2 separate regions of the Sus scrofa genome follow, and region 1 is linked to region 2. The links are chromatin contacts, called in public Hi-C maps. All regions are on one chromosome and are shown on one strand. Each heading gives the region's core, a stretch centred on a gene start, on an enhancer-like site or on the middle of the called end of the contact. The rest is flanking DNA. Distances are from core to core; before and after follow the strand shown.

What was found. A called contact is a pair of places that touch in the nucleus more often than the background predicts.
Region 1: a Hi-C map of skeletal muscle shows a contact between it and region 2, with 2.0 times the contacts expected there. The contact joins the promoter of LINC02054 here to the promoter of CHRD in region 2. A contact is called at or near these places in 1 of 5 promoter capture datasets (liver), 6 of 47 Hi-C or Micro-C datasets (embryonic fibroblasts, epiblast stem cells, liver and 2 more) and 1 of 2 datasets of contacts at active chromatin or transcription factors (alveolar macrophages).

The regions. Positions count from the first base shown.
Region 1 is chr13:122,317,366-122,322,705 of Sscrofa11.1, forward strand. LINC02054 reads left to right here and starts at 2,623. Exons shown (of 6, transcript XM_021069819.1): 1 at 2,623-2,670; 2 at 3,097-3,234; 3 at 3,236-3,269; 4 at 3,272-3,442. The coding sequence starts at 2,623.
Region 2 is chr13:122,263,506-122,268,880 of Sscrofa11.1, forward strand. It overlaps CHRD (chordin), which reads left to right and starts at 3,127. Exons shown (of 23, transcript XM_021069960.1): 1 at 3,127-5,327. The coding sequence starts at 5,180. It overlaps THPO (thrombopoietin), which reads right to left and starts at 4,355. Exons shown (of 6, transcript XM_005670050.3): 1 at 2,919-4,355; 2 at 1,234-1,396; 3 at 636-763; 4 at 254-340. The coding sequence starts at 3,152.

The DNA.
Region 1 (5,340 bases), core at 1,373-3,872, 53 kb after region 2:
TGTCCATCTTTCATGACACTGGGGTTGGTGATGGCCACTTGCACTAAGTCCTGAGCTCCCTCAGGGGCACGGTCTTTTTTCCTTTCTATATTCCTAAGGCCTAGCAGAGTGTAGATGTTCAACCTGTGTTTGTTGACTGACTGAATAACTGACTGAATAAACAGAGGGGAATGTGGAAGGAAGAAGGTTAGGAGGAGGATGGGTAGAGAGATTGAGGCCATGCTTCTACTGCCTGTTTCAGACATGGACTGTGGAGAGATGTAGACAAGCTTGAGAAAAGCTGGGAAAATGAGCTATGCTTGTGGAGGCATGATTAGAGGGAGAAGCTGGGGAGGTTTTCTGAGCCTCTACTGGAGGATGGTGATGGTGGAGTCACCGCCTAATATTTTACCTGTTTAAGTAGGAACCCTGAAGGACACATAGGTTTAAGGTGATGATGAGTGTCATTTCAGATGGTGATGTGAGACCTCCAGGTGTAAGTATCCAGCTTGTGCTAAGATATATGGGTCTACAGCTTAGGGGAGATGCTGGAGCTGGAAGTGCCGACTTGTTTGTTACAGGAGAAAGAGGATGAGTCACGTGGCAGTGCATGCGCTTCGCTGGGGCTGCTGGGGCAGCGGCAGTGGCAGATCAACCCTGGGGAGCATCAGTGTTTAAGGACAAAGTGGAAAGAACCCAGGCAAGGAAGCTGAGTCCAGAGAAGGAGAACAGGAGCCACAAGGAGAAAAGTTTCAGGGAAGACAGTTCAGTGGATAAGGAAGAAAAGTCCAGAAGGGTAGAAACTGACTAGGGTCTTTTGAGTTTGGACAAGGAAGGTCATTTGTCTTTGCTGGAGGAGTTTCACCAGGAAAGTAAAGGGCAGGGTCCAATTGCACCAGGTCACGGAGCAATGGGGAAACGGACTGTGAGCCAGTGTGGAAGACTGAATCTCCAAACCCGCTTTCTTCAGATGCCTGGACCTGAAGGGTGGACAGAGATAGGTCAGCAATTTCAGGGTGGATTTGGGGTGGGAACATAGATGACTCTGAATAAACTAGGGGAAGGAATCTGAGGACAGAGAGTGGCTTAAAATATGGGAGAGACAGAGTTCTCATCTTGGCGCAGAGGTTAACAAATCCGACTCGGAACCATGAGGTTGCAGGTTTGATCTCTGCCCTTGCTCAGTGGGTTAAGGATCCGGTGTTGCCGTGAGCTGTGGCGTAGGTTGCAGACTCGGCTTGGATCCCACGTTGCTGTGGCTCTGGTGTATGCCAGCAGCTGCAGCTCTAATTTGACCCCTAGCCTGGGAACCTCCATATGCCGCAGGAGCGGCCCTAGAAAAGGCAAAAAGACAAAAAAAAAGGGCGGGGGGAGAGATAACGAAGGAGTCAAAGTTTTGGCAGAAATGGAGGAATACACAAGTACTAACAGTACTAATTAGTACTGGTGATACTAACACTAGCAAACACTACAGAGCACCTACTAGGTACAGGGGCTCTTCTAAGTGCTAACCATAAATTTAACTCATTTAATCCTCACAACAAGCCTATGAGGTAGGTACTATGATTGCCCCGTTTTACAGATGAGGTAAACTGAGGTACCAAGCGTCAAAACAACTATCATCATTATTATTTACTGAGTACTTTTTGTTTATTTGGGGTATGGCTATTGATGACATGTCTGCAGTGTATTAATAGACCAATTTTACATATTGGGGACAGTAAGAACACAGTAAGAGGCAGTAAGGACACAGAAGGAGAGTCTGCCTTGGGCTCTGGTTTGGAGGGTTGGAGGGAAGGACGAATATGGACACAGAGGTGGGTATAGACATGGGGTGGGTAGAAGGCAACAGGACTTTGAGGCAGTTCAAGACAATGGTTTTGATTTCTGTGGCAAAGTAGAGAAAGAACATTTACTGTGGGAAACGCAGGTGACAGTAAAAGAAAATAAGAATATTTAATTCCAAGCCCTGGCCATGACGACTTCTAACATTTTGTTGTGTTGCCTTCTGGAGTTTTCTCTAAGCATACATATACAGCCATAAATACCTAACAGCAGCAGTCAGTCCTTCCTTCTGCTGGAGAAAATATGAACCAGCAAGCCTGTCAGAATCCAAACTTTGTAACTTTGGACCTACAAGCAGAAGAGTTCGTAGTGTAAGAAGCTAGCCCTGTGACCTCTCCTCCTTGTCCTGAGCAATGTCTCTGCAGCTCTTTAGTTGCACAAGTCCTGCAAAGACCCTCTTCCAGCGTGCAGAGGTTTGAGGCGCTGTGACCTGGAGAAGCCAGGCTGTCTTGCACAATATATTGAAAGGTCATCTTTATAGTAGGGCCACAGAGGTGTACCTCTGCAGACTGTTTTCTGGGAGAAATACTTCAGACCAATGTAGGAATTTAGCTCACCCCTAGTGGCAGAATAATATTCCCATTATGAACTAACTGCATGTAAAAACAAACAAGGTAATATTTATATGCGTTTGTGGTTTTGTTTCAGAGTAGATTGGCTTAGATTAAATGTGTGTGTATGTGTGTCTTCTTCATTGAGCAAGTACCAAAAACCACATTCTGGCCCCTCTGGGATGCCAGAAATTGGGGAATGGGATGGGTGGGGCTTCCTGGAATCACAGAAGGGATCATTCAACAGATGGGTGCCCAGGGAGTGGCCCAGTTGTCTGGGGAAATGATGTACCGGGTATGACAGCTCCCTTTGTATTTGGAGGGTGTAGAAACTGTCCAGCAGATCCTTGAGAGAGGATGCAGGAGAGAAGGAGGCAAGTGGCTCTGACCTTAGGAAATGGAAGATGTTGGACCCTGTAGTGACCCCATGCCTTTGGCTCAGCCTGAGGATAAACAGGAAATTTCTTTGAAAGGGTGGGATCTTGGGACCTACAGGGATCAACGGAGCCAAGAACTCAGACTGCACCTTTTAGTCTTGTCCTCAGAAACACTTGTTCCAGCAAGAACCCTGCTTGTATAAAGATAGGCTCCTGCTTTTCACAGCCTTCACTTACTAATTACTGTAAACATCTCTCCATATAATTAAGTGTTCTATACTGTGGTGTTCAGTGGTCACTTCATTGTGGATGGAACCGGGCTTATTAACTAACGTCCTGTGTAGGAAACACACACCCGACTGGACCTAAGTGGAGGCCAAACTAAGCCCATCCTGGGAGCCGGCCAATGCCATATCCTCCCCCTCCTTTAAGGACCAGCTAAGTCAGTTCCTCCATCTCTCACCTCTCAGCATCTTCCTGTGGTGGTTCTGGACCACCTGTTGCAGTCCCAGTTTGCCTCATTCCCAAGCTCACAGAAGTCATGGAGAAAAGGAGGCCCAAACACATGGAGAAAACAGTGAGGCAAAGACATGGCTGGGATCCCAGCACAGACTTCCTGTCCTCCTGCGGTTGCAGTCTTGGCTGAGCTGAGCTCTTTCCTCACAGTGTTTGGCTTGGATGTTAGACTAGGTGAGTCAGCTCTCCTGACTCACCTCCTCTGCGTCGAAAGTCACACGGAGATGGGGTTGTTGCCAGATCAGTAGAATTATTGATCCTTCCAGGTCCTCTCAGCCTTCTCTCTGAAACTAGGTCCTAGAATGGGTCCTGTGAAGGTGTGGCCTCTTACAGTGACCCCAGGGCCTGGGTGCTGAATGAAGGAAGCACTGGGCCTCGGTGTTATCAGAGTCTTTCCTTGAGCTCAAGGCAGGTGAGCAGGCACATTGCAGACAACCCCAGACACACCTGGTTAGCATCCCAGCCCCATCATTGACTGGTGGGATGACCTCAGCCTTACCTCTTTAGGTCCTCAGAGGTGGGTTTTCCTCATCTTTAAAATGAAAAAAAAAAAAAAAAAAAGATAAGCAATGAGATCCTGCTGTATAGCCCTGGGAACTACATCTAGTCACTTGTGATGGAGCATGATGGAAGATAAGGTGAGAAAAAGAAAATGTATATATATATATGTACGTGTGACTGGGTCACTTCACGGTACAGTAGAAAATTGACAGAACACTGTAAACTAACTATACTGGAAAAAATAAAAATCATTTAAAAATAAAATGAAAAAAATGTTATACAGATAACCTATGAGCGTTCAAAGAGTCAATGCATATAAGTGTAAAAGGACCTTCAACTAAATTTTCTACGGGGCACTAATGTGTGTCATAGATGTGAAAATCCAGCGTGGGATGCCAAGTCACCTTATGGAGACTTTCAGAGGAAATGCCAACATCTGTTCCAAGACTTTGGAAACCTCTTGCCCCTTCTGAGGCTTTGAACAAGTAGGACTAGAGGAGGCAGAAGGATTTTGTGAGGTTTTCCATGAAGAAAGCTGGGCTGGGAATCCCATCTTGAGGGTCGCAGGGGGCTGCTCCCTCACCTCAAACCTAGTGAGGGCGCTGCTCCAAGAGCCTGGCATGTGAGCCTGGGGCCTGGCAGCCTGGGCAATAGTCCCACCTGGGGGATCTGGAAGGTGGGAGGAGGGCCCACTAGCTGCTCTGGTGGGGCTGCTGCCACCCTCCTGGGACACCCCCCACCCCCGGCATTCCCAGAATTTTTTTTTGGGGGGAGGTAGGGGGAATTATGAGAGTTTCTGCAGGACAGAGGTGGGTCTCCCAGCAGAGAGCCTGCCAGGGCTCCATGTCTTGGGTCCTGGGTGGAGGGACCCCACTAGCTGAAGCTTGCTGCTGAGGACGGGGTTGCAGGTGACCACTTGAAATGAGACTGGGCTTGAGAGAGAACACTGGGAGAAAGAGGCTGAGTGGGGAAACTGTGGAGGGGCATTAAAGTGCTCCAGGAGAAAGAGGCAGACTTTAACATCTGCCTGGCAAGGAAGCCTGAAGTCAGCCGCCAGCTGCTGCTGCCCCTTCATCGCCTGCTCCCACAGAGTGGCAGAGTCGTAACCATGGCAACTGGCTGGGGAGGCCCAGTGGAAAAGGAGAGAAGAAGCCAACCCCTCTCCCCTGTCTCCACTGTGGGGTCCAGCTGGGCAGGCCCAGGCTGGGGGAAGAGAGAGGATTTAAGGTAAAAAGAAGTTCAGAGTTTTGATGACTACCTTGCATTAGCATTCCAGTTACTGAATTGAGACTGTGTTTGTATCCCAAAGTGACCACGGACACTTTTCTAAAAATGAGCAGAAAATCTCGGGCCTGCTGAAGATGTCATTCCAGAAGCGTTTCCTCCTGGAACACTGTTGCTGCAAGGAAACAGCACACGGGTTACTGAGGGTTCCAAACACAGCTTTTAGCAGCTGACACACAAGGACTTTCTCCCCTATTGGTCGGCTCTGGTTTACAGCCCACTTTTGCCCTGGCATATTTTCCTCCAGCTCATATGTTATGCCTGAAGCATGTTGTCTGAATGTCAAG
Region 2 (5,375 bases), core at 1,877-4,376:
AAGGGATAGCCATGAGAGACTTCTATCCAGCTGTTCATCGTGGTCAGCTTTGACTCTGTTTAACATACTGGACCACAAACCATTATCTTGTCCAGAGGATATCCCCATAGCAGAATGTAGATTGGGTTAGGGTGGCCAAGCTGAAGGTGAGATCTTTTTAGGGAGCTCAGGAATGTTGAAGAATCTATGGGAAGCAGTAGGAAATAGATGAAGATGGGATTAGGGAGACCAAAGGAAAAGATGGCTTTCTTACCGTCTGGGTTTTCCATTCTCCCAAGGTGAAGTCCACAGCAGGCAGCAGGACAGGTGTGGACAAAGGGTTAATGTCTGGGCACTGGCTCTGTTGAAAAAGATTGGCGGGAAGGTGGTGGAGAGGGTGCTGAAGGAAAGGAGGGTATGGTGGCCCAATGACCAGGATAGGCTCCCATGAGTAATATGGCCAGACTGGAGCTTTCAAAAGAGGGTTTGATTGCCAGCCATAATCCTTGTCAAGAGGTCATGATCGGGAGGTGGTGATCTTACCCAAGACGATATTGGAAGAGTAGAAACTGAATCAGGGAGTGAGAGGAAGTGATGGGAGGGAGGGTATCTCACCGGTTAGGTGGATAGAGGGGAGAGTGCTCGGGGATTCTCACCAGTCTGCCGTGAAGGACATGGGAGTCACGAAGCAGTTTATTTAGGAGTCGGGGGTCACAGGCAGGAGGAGCCGGGCTGGACAGAGTTAGTCTTGGAGTTAGGAGAAGCATGACCACGAGGAGCAATTCTTAGATGAGGAGGTGAGGTTGAAAGGGGTGGATAAGGAAGAAATCATTTGTTGGGCGGTGGTCCAGGAATTCCCCTTTAGGACCCAGACCTGAAATCCAGGGAACCTCCCACTCAAAGGCCCTATCCCTGGGAGATTGGGTGTCCTCGCACCCCCACCCCCACTCCACCCACTGCAGCACATCTCCTTTCTCTTCCCCCTTGACCAACTTCCCATTTGGCCCTAAGCCTCTCAAGGGTGTTTGGAGGCCTATGGAGGTTCCCAGGCTAGGGGTCTAATCGGAGCTGCAGCTGCTGGCTTATTCCAGAGCCACAGCAATGCAGGATCCAAGTCACGTCTGCGACCTACACCACAGCTCAGAGCAACACTGGATCCTTAACCCACTGAGGGAGGCCAGGGATCGAACCTGCGTCCTCATGGATGCTAGTCAGATTTGTTAACCACTGAGCCATGAAGGGAACTCCTCTTACCAGTCAGCTCCATTCTGGCCAGGCTGTCTTGTTGGAATGGCTCCCTGTATGGGGCCTTTCCCCTGAATCCTTCCTGGGGCCATGGAGGCGGCTTGGGCTCTTGTACTTCTGGGCAGAGTGGGTGGAGCACAAGTGGGGTGAGGAAGAGGGTGTAGAATCTATCCTGCAAGTGACAGGAATAAGGAACATTTAATCTAGATTCAAGGAAAAGACTCTGCCTGGATGGGGGAACAGGTGCTGGGGGTGTGAGATGCTGACCAGCCTAGAACTGCTAAAGCTCAGACTGCTCCCCTGTCTTCTTGTGATTGTAGTGTATGGTGTCTCTGGTCTGTCAGGGTTCCTCAATATAATTGAGGGAAGTCTGGTGCCCCTGCCACCTACTGAGAGTGGGGGCGGGGGGGGGGGAATGGGACAGGATATGTACACACACATCTTAATTGGCCTGAGCAACCCCTGTTATCTGGTTGGAGAAAAATCTCGGATGGGGGTAGAGAATGGAAATACTGTGGCACAAGCATGGAGACTGGAAACACGATATAGAAATGGCATAAAGGGCCAGGGTGGGGACCTAGCAAACACGCACAATGTGCTCAGGGGTAGCTTGGGTAGTGGGATTGAGGTGGGGAATTGCAAAAAGTAAAACTGGACTTAAACAAAAAAGGGAGTTCCCTGGTGGTCTAGTGATTAGGATTCAGTTCCCAGACCAGGGTTAGGTTCAATCTCTGGTCTGGGAACTGAGATCTCATATCAAGCCACTGCATGATGACAACGATGACAAACTATGACAAGCCAAAACAAAACAAACTGGATTACTGGAGGTCAGTGATTAAAAGATCTCAACCTTGAGATTAGGAGAAGGTGGTGCAGGGAGAAATTTCTTTCTTTTTCTCTTTACCCCAACACATAAAGCCTCTTGGAATTTTTCTTCACACTCTAAGGTCTGAAATAGTTATCCAAGGTGAAGGGATGGGCCAACAGTCCTGGAACTTCCTTCCTGAAGCCGGTTGCCCAGGAATGAGCACTTGCTGGGTGAGGTGATGTCCGCCTCACAGGGCTTACCCCACCTTAGACACCCACATATCTCTTATAGCCCCCACCTTCCTCCCTGCCCCCTCCGCAGACCCCTTCCGGTTCCTTTGCAAGACCCCCCACATGGCTTCCTCCTCCTTTCACAAGTTGTGCAAAGAGGGCTGCACCTGATTCAATATTGGGATTTCCTGTAGGTCTGTCAACATGCAGGAGCCCTCCTCTCATTACCCTCTCCTGGCTTGCCTGGCCCAGCTTCCCCAGCCCCCAGGATTCTGAACCCCATAAGCTACCTAGGCGTGACTGGGTGAGAATAGGGATAGAGGCTGTGTGCAGCTTGGGGCTGTGTTCCTTAGGCGCGAAAGGTACCTCCTTTCTTATTTCCTCCCTGGGCCCATGTCCCCTTTCCTTTGGGCCAGCCAGGACTGTGCTACAGCAAGTCTGTGGTCACCAAGTCTGTGATCACTCCCTCAGAACCAGCACCCCACCCCCTACCCTGCTCTGGCCTGCTCCTCCCATTCTGGGAAGGCTACACGCTTCTCGACAAAGGTCAGTGCATGTAGGTTCCAGTTTGCCTGCCCCTCCCCCAGCAGAGAGCCCAATTCCTCTCTCCTGTCCTTCCTACTCTCGCTTAACTCCAAATCTTGCTTGCCACTCACCGGGTGGAGAAGGGCTCCAGGACTCAGGTGCAGAGTGGGCAGCCCTCTCGGGAGCGGATGGGTAGGAAGACAGGTGGCGTTGGGGCACAGCCCCTCCAGGGCAGTAGGGTCACACGCTTGCCCAGGCCACTTCTGCCCAATCAGAGCAGGGAGCACCAGACACTGGCGATGGCCCCCGGAAGTGACGCCTTCTCCTCCCACCAGCGCAGGACTTGGAGCCCCCTCCTGGACCATGGTCCACCAGCAGAGCCCAGCTCCTCCACCCACGCACAGCACATGGAGGATTTGAAAAGGGGGGTCTGTCTTTTCCTAGGAGATGGGAAATCTGGGACCTGGCTGGAGGAGGAGATGGAAGGGAAACAGGTTTTTTTTTTCCAGGAGGAATCTGGCAGGACATTTTTGTCCCTGAGGAAGAGGCACAGAGGTCTGGTTTTAGACTGGTGGGTCTTTCAGTTCCTTGCTGTCCAAATTTCTTTTCCCTGGACACCACACCTGCTGTTAAAATCTAGTAGGGCTCTAGCATTCCTGCTTTTCTCTCTGATAACTCTCCTGGGGGGGGGGTCACATCTTATTCCTCCATTATAAGTGGGAATGTGGTATTGCCTGTATTAGAGAAGACCCTGTCAGGGGTCAGTGTTATCAGGAGGAGTTTGGACGGTCTGAGAGGATGTCAAGGTGAGGGGTTTGTGGGCTGGATTAAGCTGGGCTCAGGTGCCCCTCTGCTGGAGCTCAGTGGCTCCAACGGCTAAGCCTGCTTATCTCTGTGCTGGTGCCCTCCTTTGCCTGCCCTTTCTCCCTCTTCCATCTCCTACCACTCCACATGTGACAAGAGGAATAACCAGGCCCATGTGTCCCTGTCTTAGGAAAGACAGCTGCTGAGCCTCCCCCGCAAATACCTCCCACTGGCCCCCCTCTTCCTTTGGCCCTGGCTCTAGTTCCTTTGCTTTCCCCTCCGTCCCAATCTCCCCATAGTCTGTCCTCGGGGGCCTCCTGGCCTGACCTTGTTCTCATGCCCCCTCCCCGTTCTTCCTTAGGCTGTCTCCTGCTCCTCCTCCCAAGGATGGGGCTGTCTGCTAAGGAGTATGGCCTAGATCCCGGAATTCTCCAGTTCAGCCAGACGAGATGCCTCCCAAGATTAGGAAGGAGGGTGCTGGGATGGTTGGGAGGGCGGTGGGAGTGTGGGGGTAGGAGGGGGCTGGGAGGCTGTCATGATCAGAAAACCAAGACAATAGAGGTTGTGGGTGGGGTGGAGAGCCAGAGGGTCCCCTGGGTGATGAAAGAGACTGAGAGAGCATGTCAGGCTGGAGACAGTGATGGTTGGGTGGGCTTGGGCACAGGTAACAGGAGGGAGAGAAACACTGTCACCAGACAGAAAGGGGACACAGTCTGTTTCTGGCTAAGTCCCCATCCTGGGGAACAGTGCAACAGAAAAGATGTCAGAGAAGAGATAGGGACATGGGCTGGGCAGGGAGGGTGGTGTGGGTTTGAGAGGTGTTGTGGGCCCAGAGGCAGGGTAAGATGAGTTGACAGGCCTTTCCTGCACGTTGTCATCCTTAAAGACAATTCTTCATCCTTCCAGCAGGAACTAAGTCCTAGCTCAGTGGCCGGCCCAGGCCTCAGGCCCAGTCTCTGCCCCTCCCTGGCCTGGGACTCCCATCCTGGGCCGGACACGCACCTCCTGGTCCAGCCGCCCTGTGGCCGCCGGCAGCGAAGGGGGGTGCAGACCCGCCTCTCCTCCCCTCTTCGCGCCCCCTGGTCCCTCCCCTCCCATCCCCCTCCGCTCCCCCTCCCCCCTCCGCTCCCCCTTCCCCTACAGCCCCTCCCTCCTCCCCTGCCCGGTCCCAGCCCCTCCCTCCCCTCCCCCACTCGCGATCCGGGCCGCTGTTGCTGGGCCGGACCCCCCGGGCTCAGCCCGGCCCCTCGCCGAGCCGCCGCCGCCGCCCCGTTTGCTGAGGAGGAGGCCCCCGGCCGGGGCGCCGGGCGCGGGGCATAAAACGGGCCAGAGCCGGCGCCCGGGGCACTAGAGTCGCGTACGGCCCGGGTCAGCGCCCGCACGCCCGCGCTCCTCCCGGCCGCTCCTCCTGCCCCGCCCGGCCCGGCGCCGACTCCGCGGCCGCTCGACGAGCCCCTCGCCGCACTGCTCGGGCCCTGGCCCCGGCCCCCTCCCGCCGTACCGCCCCCGACCCGGCCCTCCTCCCGTCTCCCTCCTCCCTCTCCTGCCCCCTCCTCCCTCCCGCCTCCTCAGCTGTCCCGTTCGCGTCATGCCGAGCCTCCTGGCCCCGCCGGCCCCGCTGCTGCTCCTCGGGTTGCTGCTGCTCGGCTCCCGGCTGGCCCGCGGCGCCGGCCCCGAGTCCCTTGCGCTGCCCATCCGGCCCGAGAAGGAGCCGCTGCCTATTCGGGGAGCAGCAGGTAGGTGGGCGCCCCGGGGGAGGCACGGTCTGGGAGTCCGGCTCGGGG